Regions from separate parts of the Capra hircus genome. Here regions 2 and 3 are each linked to region 1. The links are chromatin contacts, called in public Hi-C maps. All regions are on one chromosome and are shown on one strand. Each heading gives the region's core, a stretch centred on a gene start, on an enhancer-like site or on the middle of the called end of the contact. The rest is flanking DNA. Distances are from core to core; before and after follow the strand shown.

What was found. A called contact is a pair of places that touch in the nucleus more often than the background predicts.
Region 2: a contact with region 1 is called in a Hi-C map of blood, with 11 times the contacts expected there. The contact joins two enhancer-like sites. A contact is called at or near these places in 3 of 5 Hi-C or Micro-C datasets (blood and liver).
Region 3: a Hi-C map of blood shows a contact between it and region 1, with 5 times the contacts expected there. The contact joins the promoter of TRIB1 here to the enhancer-like site in region 1. A contact is called at or near these places in 2 of 5 Hi-C or Micro-C datasets (both in blood).

The regions. Positions count from the first base shown.
Region 1 is chr14:66,964,396-66,967,468 of ARS1.2, forward strand. The region is part of intron 2 of NSMCE2 (E3 SUMO-protein ligase NSE2); the gene reads left to right. Among named protein-coding and RNA genes, the nearest start is that of NSMCE2, 17 kb to the left of the region's middle. Within about 2 kb of position 1,511, at least 2 of the 5 cell types and tissues checked have an H3K27ac peak or open chromatin away from gene starts, as enhancers often do.
Region 2 is chr14:67,425,385-67,428,457 of ARS1.2, forward strand. No RefSeq gene overlaps it. Among named protein-coding and RNA genes, the nearest start is that of TRIB1, 190 kb to the left of the region's middle. Within about 2 kb of position 1,422, at least 2 of the 5 cell types and tissues checked have an H3K27ac peak or open chromatin away from gene starts, as enhancers often do.
Region 3 is chr14:67,238,306-67,241,378 of ARS1.2, forward strand. TRIB1 (tribbles homolog 1) reads left to right here and starts at 1,550. Exons shown (of 3, transcript XM_018058560.1): 1 at 1,550-2,628. The coding sequence starts at 2,269. LOC108637499 (a long non-coding RNA gene) reads right to left here and starts at 1,242. Exons shown (of 2, transcript XR_001919104.1): 1 at 1,012-1,242; 2 at 825-897.

The sequences.
Region 1 (3,073 bases), core at 261-2,760:
TGACTCCAGTGTTCTTGCCTGGAGAATTCCATGGACTGAGAAGCCTGGTGGGCTACAGTCCATGAGATTGCAAAGAGCCTGAGCGACTAACACTTTCACTTTCTTGGGCTTGGCTTCCTTGGTAGCTCATCTGGTAACGAATCCACCTGAAATGCAGGAGACCCCGATTTGATTCACGGCTCGGGAAGATATGACGGAGAAGGAATAGGTTACCGTCTCCAGTGCTCTTGGGCTTCCCTGGTGGCTTAGCTGGTAAAGAATCTACCCCCAGGGCGGGAGATATTGGTTCAATCTCTGGGTTGGGAAGATCCCCTTGAAAAGGGATCGTTTCACTTTCATCTCTCCACTCCAGTATTCTGGCCTGGAGAATTCCATGTACTATATAGTCCATAGGGTCGCAAAGAGTGGGGCACGGCTGAGCAACTTTCACTTTCATTGTATTTTTGTTTTGTTTTGTGTTTGGCCTTTCCTTTGAACTGGCTTTCCTTGGGGCATAGACCTCAGGGTGCACTTAGGATATTTTCAGAGACTGGGACTCTCAAATGTTGGATGTATATTAATGTGTTAGTAAATGGCTTTTAACGCAGTTCCTTAAATACAGATAATTTGGATTCAAAATGCAGAAAACTAAATTGCTTTCCAAAATTAGAAATTAGGCACTTTTGTTCATTGTTGAACCTAATTTTTTAAGACTTTGCACTTAATTTTTGTGTTGGTACTGATTAATCCAGTAGTGCTCAAATGTGGGAGGAATTAACTTAGAGGGCTTATTGAAACAGATTCCTGCGACTCAGTAGTAAAGTTTCAATAGGTCTAGGACAAGCTGATGTTGCTTCTCCATGGGCCAGGAACCCTGGTCTAATCATTATTTCCCCTTTGAGGGGAAGCATACACCACTAGGTGGCACCAGAACACTTGTTAATCAGGTGCCGTTGGGCCCATACTGGGTTTGCTAATTGCAGGTTCAAGATTGTTTAAAAGGTATAATCACTAAGTTACTGAAATTTCATAACTTGGAACCTGAGTTATTCTGTATATCTAAGGATATAAAAAAATGTGTTGATTCTATCAGAACAACAGAAGGGTAGGGCTATTAAGGTTAAGGTGACCTCTTCCAGGAAGGAACGAGGACTATACCTCTCCTTTCCACTGGCTTTATTTCTATTTATCCAGGTTACTCAGTTCATTTACCAGAGATAGAGGCTGGCCCTGTCACAAAATAGAAAAGTACATCTCATATTTATTACTTACCATTCTACCTTAGTGAATCTTGTTGTTGTCGATAACATTTAAAAACCAGCTGTTCACACAAATATGAACAGTAGGTTTAACTCTATCGGTGGGCCAGCTGTAGTGGGGACAGTTCGGGGACGTTAGAAAGTGTGAAGTGTGTTTTCCTTTCCTGTTGCCTTCCTTAGTCAGAAAGCCGGGCTGTTTCCTTTTTAAGACCCACAGAGAGGAAAGTCTGGGCTGTCGCTGGCCTCACCTCACCTCGTGTTACTCTGCACTCTCACTCCATAAATTTCCAGCCATTCCAACACCTCCAGATTCTCTTTCTTCCCCTGACTTGAACAACCTGAGAGTTGGCATGGTTTCTACACGTGATGGAATGTGTGGAAATAATTGCTTGCTGTGCTCTCCTGTTTGCTAAGCTCTCCCCTTCACATTGGGATGTTACTTTTTGAAATAGTAAATGAGTCCTATTTTAGTTTTTAAAACAGAGTTTGTATAGTACCTCAATACTGCCTGCATTTTTCTAGATGCTGGAGAACAATCTTTGTGTTGATTTTACTTTTTAAAAAATCTTTGAAGCAAAAGCAGGGGTTTGGTTTCAAAGACCTAACAGGTATGAAAATGACTACCACAGAAAAAACCGAAATGGAGTCACTTGATTAGATTTTAAAATTAGATTGGCGCTTTATCATGTATCTTTGATCACTGAAAAGAATTAAGACTATTTTAATTTTAGGAAAAGGAGACAGTTCATAGCAGAAGTAGAACATACTTTAGAATCATTTTTGAAACATCAGGTCCTTTTTAAAAGACATAAAAGTTTGTCTTTCAGTAAGCAGAAAGGAGGTTTTATTAGATTGGTGATTAAAAGATGAAACCAATTTGATTATTGTACAGAAGATATTTATTATCGAGATCCATTTCTCCCTGTTTCTCTACTTTACACCTGAAATTACGTATGTGTGTGCCTCATAAATGTAAAGTATTATTTATATGTAGCAGCACTGTCCAGTAAAAATATGTGAGCCACATGTTTAATTAAAATTTTTTAGTATCCTCATTACAAAAAGTAAGAAAAAAGAGGAGACAATAATTTAGTAATATTTTATTTAATCTAATGTTGTCTAAAATATTATCTCAACATATAATCAATATGACAGTTGAGTTATTTTTGTACCCACATTCTTTTCTTAGTCTGGACTAGCAATGTTTCAGATGCTTAATAGTTCCATGTTAGAAGTGGCAGTTGTAATAGCAGCAAGTACAGAGGGCATTTTAGTTTCCGTTGAGTCTCTGAGGAGGGCAGAAAATTTTAATGGTAGTTAAATCAGTTAGTTTTGCAGATTTTTAAAAGTGGTTTTGGTGAGTATTCACGTTAAACCAGTTGGTAAAATAGGATAATATATTATCTGTTGATTTCTCTCTCTCTCTCTCTTTTCTTTTTTTAATTCTTATCAGTCCTCTACCACTGGTGAGATTGGTATTTTAGGTTTTTCCCAAAATTGTTTAACTAGCTTAAAATTACTTACTTCTGCAGATCCTATTAATATTTGTTTCTGTTTGAACTGTCACATGCTGATTTGACTCCACACCTACAGTATTTTCATATTTTGTAGTTGTGCTAAATTAGTTTCTTGCTGGTGTTGAGCAAGCGAAGCCTCTTAACTTAAGCAGCCAGAATATTTTGGTTGCTGTAAACCATTAGGCCTGTCAGCAGTTGACCTTGGAAATGCTAATTTGCTTCTCCCTGAGTGCTGCTCCAGGCACTGGCTTTCTCTCTGTGGGTGGGAGTTATGAACCCAATTTGGAGAAGAACTAGAGGCCCTTGGGGCAAGTTCCA
Region 2 (3,073 bases), core at 172-2,671, 460 kb after region 1:
ACTCAGTAAATGAAAATGCAACTTAATTTCAACAATGTGAGCATGTATTGAGGACCCACCAGGTAGCAAGGGCTAGATACGTGTTGGGGGAGGTGAAGCTAAAGGTCAGGATGCCTGTGTATGGAGATAACCAATGAGTGACTGGATGAGGGGACTTCCCTGGCAGTCCAGTGGTTAAGACTTCACCTTCCAATGCAGGGGTTGTTGATTTGATTCCTGGTCAGGGAGCTAAGATTCTGCATGCCGGAGGCCAAAAAACCAAAATGTGAAATGGAAACAATATTGTAACAAATTCAATACCGACTTTAAAAATGGTCCACATTAAAAAAAAAAAAAAAAAAAGGCTTAGAGAAAAAAGAGAGGGCTTCCCAGGTGACGCTAGTGGTAAAGAACCTACCTGCAATGCAGGAGACATAATAGACATGAGTTCAGTCCCTGGGTTGGGAAGATGCCTTGAAGCAGGGAGTGGCAACCCACTCCAGCATTCTTGCCTGGAGAATCCCTTGGACAGAGGAGCCTGGCAGGCTATGGTCCATGGGGTCGCAAAGAGTCAGACATGACTGAATCAACTTAGCATGCAGAGAAAAAGAGCCAGGATGATGCCAAGGCGGTACATTCATCGGCTCATCTATTCGTTAAGGCATTTGTTGTGCCAGGCTCCAGGGAGGCAAAGATGAATAAAATGCACTCCTAGTCCTTAAAGAGACATGATTGGATATATATAACTTACAACATAGACAGATAACTACCTTCTTAGAGGCGTGAACAAGGTGGGCTCCAGGCTCAGGAGACACAGCCACTGGACTCAGGATCAGTCTGTAAAGTATGGGGCAGGGGAGCTGGGTAAGACTGGCTGTCTTTGCACGGGGTGGCCCTTTTGCCTGGGACATCTCTCCTTCTCATCTTTCCAGCCTCAGATGACATGTCCTATCCTCAGTGAATCCCCTTGGAAAGCCCACCTCCTCATCGCTCTGGCACTGCACAGTTCATTTCTTCTCAAGCACTAGCCGTAGTCCTTAGTGAGTGAAAAGCAGGGAAGGAAAAGCAGATAAATTTCTTGAATATCTACTATGGGCCAGGCACTGGGCTCTTCAATTGATGAACACTACTTAACAAATTTTCCCCCTGTTTCCAGGGGTGTCCGTATTGACACTTCAAGAGGGCAAATGCCTTTGCTCAAGGTCACTGGCCAGGAAGTAGTGGAACTGGACTGGAATTTCAGGGCCAGCTGCCTCCCCACACCCAGAGAGCTTTCATGGCACCAGGAGAGGCCAAGTAGGCAAGAAAGGAAACGGAATGATTCGTTTACTGCCCTGGGGCATTTTCAGCAACAAGTAAGTGATTTCTCTAGTTCCCAGTCTGCTATTCAAGCAGAGACTTGGCAGCTGGGAACCAGGCTGCAGAAAAACAGGTTTTCTTCTTAACTCAGCAGCACCACCTGCAGGATATGAAGGAAAGCTGCAAAAAAGGTTCAGGAGAGAGGAGGGAGGGGATGTGGTGAAGGGACCTGAGATATCGTCTAATGACCTTTGATCTTAAAAAAGGAGCAGATTGAGACCAAGAAAGGGACTTAAGGTCACAGTGTTAGTGGTGTCAAATATGAAGCTGTATCTCTCCAGACTCCTGGTTCAGTGCCCTCTTCCCTTCCACCCTCCTGTCTTCCCTCTCCCTACTCACTCCCCTCCACCCTTGATTCTCATTCTCTCACTAGGTCTCTCCTTTCTCTCTCATTCAGTAAGCATTAACTAAGCACTCAATAGAGGCTTCCCAGATGGCGAGGCTGTAAAGAATCCACCTGCCTATGCAGGAGACTCAAGAGACTTGGGTTCGATCCCTGGGTAGGGAAGATCCCCCTTGGGGTAGGAAACAGCAACCCATAACCCATCCAGTATTCTTGCCTGGCAAATTCCATGGACAGAAGAACCTGGCGGGCTACAGTCCATGGGGCTGCAAACAGTCAGACATGACAGAGCACACACATACATACAAGCACTCAGTATGCCCTGGGCATATTCATTCTTGTGGGATATAAATGTTGCTAACTAAAATGCACCTTTTAGGATTAACATTTAATTGTTGCTTAATTGCCATTAACCATCTACTTCATCATTACTCCCAAGACATACTGTACATTACTGTGTATCAGACACTAGGCTAAGGCGTGATCTCAGTAGATCTTCACAGATGAGGAAACTAAGGCTTAGAGAGCTTTGGTTTAGTAGTTGTGGAGCAAGGATTCAAAACCAAATCCTTCTGATCTCAGAGCCAGAGATCTTAATCACTCTGTTATAGTTACTCTTTAAAGGATCCAAGGTTATGTGAAGAAGAATCCATACTCTAATTAGGATGCTACTGCTATTTAAAATAACTACTTATTTCCTGTCTAAGTGGGGGTGCTGACTCTCCTCTCAAATTCATTGCTTCTGAAATCCCTTCAGGTTTACATTGAGAGTCTCTGTACCAGGCACTGTGTTGGGTGCTAGAGTCACAGAGATGACTGTAGCTCAGCCAGAAGCTTGTGACCTTGTAGGTGTCAGTCTTAACACCGCCATCGGCAAGATGTTCTAATAGAAGCATGGCACAGCTCCGGGGGGTGCCATTCACACCGCAGCTGATGGAAATGGCATCTCCTGAGTTGGCCAGTGCTCTACTTGTGGGACTGTATTTGGTGTCCTTGGCCCAGTGGGATGGGAACAAGAAAGAGGGGCACGGGGTGAGGGATGGGGACCAATCGCTTTCACCCTGCAGGGCAGGGAAGCCTCACGGCCGAGGCCACTGGAGTGTGAATGCCTCAAAGTTCTACAGACTTGGATTTCCTGTTCTCTGCAGCTGGGAGGTAGGGTCAAGTTTTGAGGAAATACGTCTCTGCGTTTTGACCTGCAGAGCAGAAAGTGTATTTCGGTTTCCATTTCTGCATTAGCACCAAAGTTGCATTTTAAGTTCCTGGGGAATTTGCCCTCATTCTCATTTTTGGGTGGATGGGTAATTTCTTTCTTTTTGGGTGGTTGGTTATTGAAATTTGAGCTCACGAATCGCAAGAAAGAAGGTCTAGTGTGGGCAGCTTTGCAGCAGT
Region 3 (3,073 bases), core at 300-2,799, 270 kb after region 1:
AGTCCCCACAAATGCTTTAAGAGCTTGAATGCATTCAGTAGCGAATTTGACCACAGCAAGTAACTTAATCTTTGCAGGCTTCTCTGTGAAATGGGACAAAAATTAACTCTACTGGGTAGTTGTAAAACATCAGTGTGTCAAGCGCTAAGAACAGCGCCTGCCACGTTACAGAGTTCAATTAGTGTTAGCTATTGTTAATTTTCATCTTCTTAATCCTCAGCCTCTAGCTTAGGAGATGCTTCATTAGTGCTTGCTGAATGAATGGAGACAATATGGAAAAGGACTTATCCTTAGGGCTCGATCTGGTTTTAGAAAATAAAGCATTTAGCAGAAGTACAGAAGGGACTCTGATCAGTTATCTATGTTCTGTGTCCAGGGACTCCGAATTGACTGGTTCTCGAAAGAAAAGCGACAGCGTCTAGGTTATTTTTTCATGGAGCTCTGTGCAGGGTCTGACACATCTCGCGCTCACGCAAATCAGGTTGCACGAGTGCACGCACACGCCCCGGCAGGACTGCTTGGGTGTAGGCAGTATCACTATCTACCCGGTCACCAAGGAACCGGGTTAGCCCCGGGGCTCTAGACCCTGCTGCGCGTGTGGAGGCTGCGGAGGAGGCACGGGGAGGGGACAGGAATTCGGGGACGGCCACGTGGGCCCCTTCCGCCCTCTCCCCACATCCTTTGTTTCCCACCGGCCGCGGCTCAGGAAGCTCTTTCTGCGAGTCACCGCGAAGGGGCGGCCGGGGAGCCGGGAGAAGCTATTTCCGTGCAATCCGGGCGGGCGGCAGGCGCGGGAGGGGCGTGGAGGTGGAGGAGAGCAGAAGGCCTAGTGTTTGCTTTTATTTCATCCAACAGAAGGTTCTATTTGTGGAAGCGAACAGACGCTGGGGATTAGAGCTGGGAGGGGGCAGGAAAAGGAAAAAAAAAAAAAACCGTCACATACACTACCACGCATAGGTCTTCCCCGGAACTACCGCGTGGGGGTGAATGAGTGATTCTGGAATTCATCACCTTCTCTTTCCTCCCTTCCTCCGGCTACCGCCGGGTCTCGGCGACGCCTACAGCTCCAACCCGAGGTCTCCAGGCGCGGGGCGGCGAGGGGATCCCCCGGGGCAAAAGGAGTCACCCCGCGGCGGCACTGAGCGGCGGGTGCTGGAGAACTGGTGCGCGCGCCCGCGGTCCATTGTGCTCCGAGTGAATGAGGAGCGCGCACCAATCACCGGTCGCTTCACCTCCCGCGGCCCCTCCCCTCCCGCCCACTTCCCCGGGACCCTGACGTCACGGGAACTTTTCCTCCGCCTCCTCCCCCGGCTTCCAGCGCTGAGTCCACGGCCTGCGGGAGGGCGCGCGCCGCCTCCTGCCTAGACCAGCCTGTTGAGGGTTTGGGGGGAGCTGGGGGGAATGTGCGCGCGCGCCCTAGCGGGCTCAGAACTCACCACCTGCGCCGGAGCGCGCTCAGCCCCGAGCATCCCAGCCCTCGGGCCACCCCCCTCGCCCCCGCCGACCCAGCTCCACCTCCCCTTCCCGCCGCCCCCCCGCCCCTGTCCTCCCCCTCCACTTCGGTGACTGCTCGCCCGGCGGCAGGGCCGGAGTCGTCGCAGCCACCTCATTGCACAACCCGGCTTCCCAACTGTTTACACAGCCCGGCCTGTGAGTGTGTGTGTATACAGCGTGAGTCACCGGGAGGCGGAGGAGGTGGAGGAAAAGGAGAAGGAGGAGTGCACTGGCCGGGATCGGTGCGGCGCACACACTCACTCACACTCAGTCACTCTCTCCGAGAGCGTCTCGCTCGCGCACACTCACGCCGGGAGCCCAAGAGCGCGCCGGATTCCGAGCGCCGCGGAAAAGTTGCTTTGGCTTTCGCTACGAGACTTCTTGCTCTGGGAAGTGTGTTTGCTCCGTGGCTCCAGCGAGCCTGCGGAATCCTGTGCTCGCCGCTCTGAACCTCGGGAAGGCCGGCCGCCTCTCCCTCCCCGACTGTCGGCAGCTTCGACAACAATAGCGGCGGCTGCCGCCGTTCTGCGAGGCGCCGGGAGCAGGTACCCGCGAGGATCCGGAGACTGGAGCCGGCCTCCGCGCCGCTGACGCGCTGCCAGCGTGATCCCCGCGTGCACCAGGAGCGGCTCCAGCTTTGCCCCTAGTGGGGGCAGAACCAAGCTCCGTCTGCAAACTCCATCCCCCGGGCTGGAGTAAGTCGCGGCGCCCGTCGCGCCTTTCCGGGCGGATCCGAGGACTTATAAAGCAGGGGCCGCCCCGGCCCGGGTCGGGATGCGGGTCGGTCCCGTGCGCTCTGCCATGAACGGCGTCTCGCAGCCCCGCACTCCGGCCTTGTTGCTCGCCGCCGGCCGGGGCACCCCGGCCAAACGCCTGCTGGACGCGGACGACGCGGCGGCCGTGGCGGCCAAGTGCCCACGTCTCTCCGAGTGTTCGAGCCCCCCGGACTACCTCAGCCCCCCTGGCTCTCCCTGCAGCCCGCAGCCTCCGCCCGCCGCTCCAGGGGCCGGCGGCGGCTCCGGGAGCGCGCCGGGGCCCAGCCGCATCGCTGACTACCTGCTGCTACCCCTGGCTGAGCGCGAGCATGTGTCCCGGGCACTGTGCATCCACACCGGCCGCGAGCTGCGCTGCAAGGTACGCAACCGGGGGGCCGGGACCCGGCGGAGGTCGCGGGTGAGGGGGCACACGGTGGCAGGCAAAAGTGTTTGAGGTCTCGCCCGCCAGCGCCCGGGAGCCGAAGGTGCCGCCAGCGTTTGGGCTTGAGGCAAGGCGGTTAAGTGGATTTGAGCCCGGGAAGGCAGCATTTGACCAGGATCTCCTTACTGGGAATTGTGAGGTTCGGATGAAGTGGTATAATTCGAACTCGGCGGTCAAGAGGAAGTGCGGTGCTTAATTGCTTTATATCTATTAGATATTATTTTCTTAGCGCCCAGTTTAGTGCGTGGCGCTCCATATAAGTTGTGGAATTGAAATGGATCCCAGGGCCGTGCCATTCTCCTTTTCTCATTCTCCTCGGTCCCCCCGCCCCTCGTTCTGGAAGGGCGCCCTGCAGTGGGTGCCTGCTTGGAGCTTGGAGCAG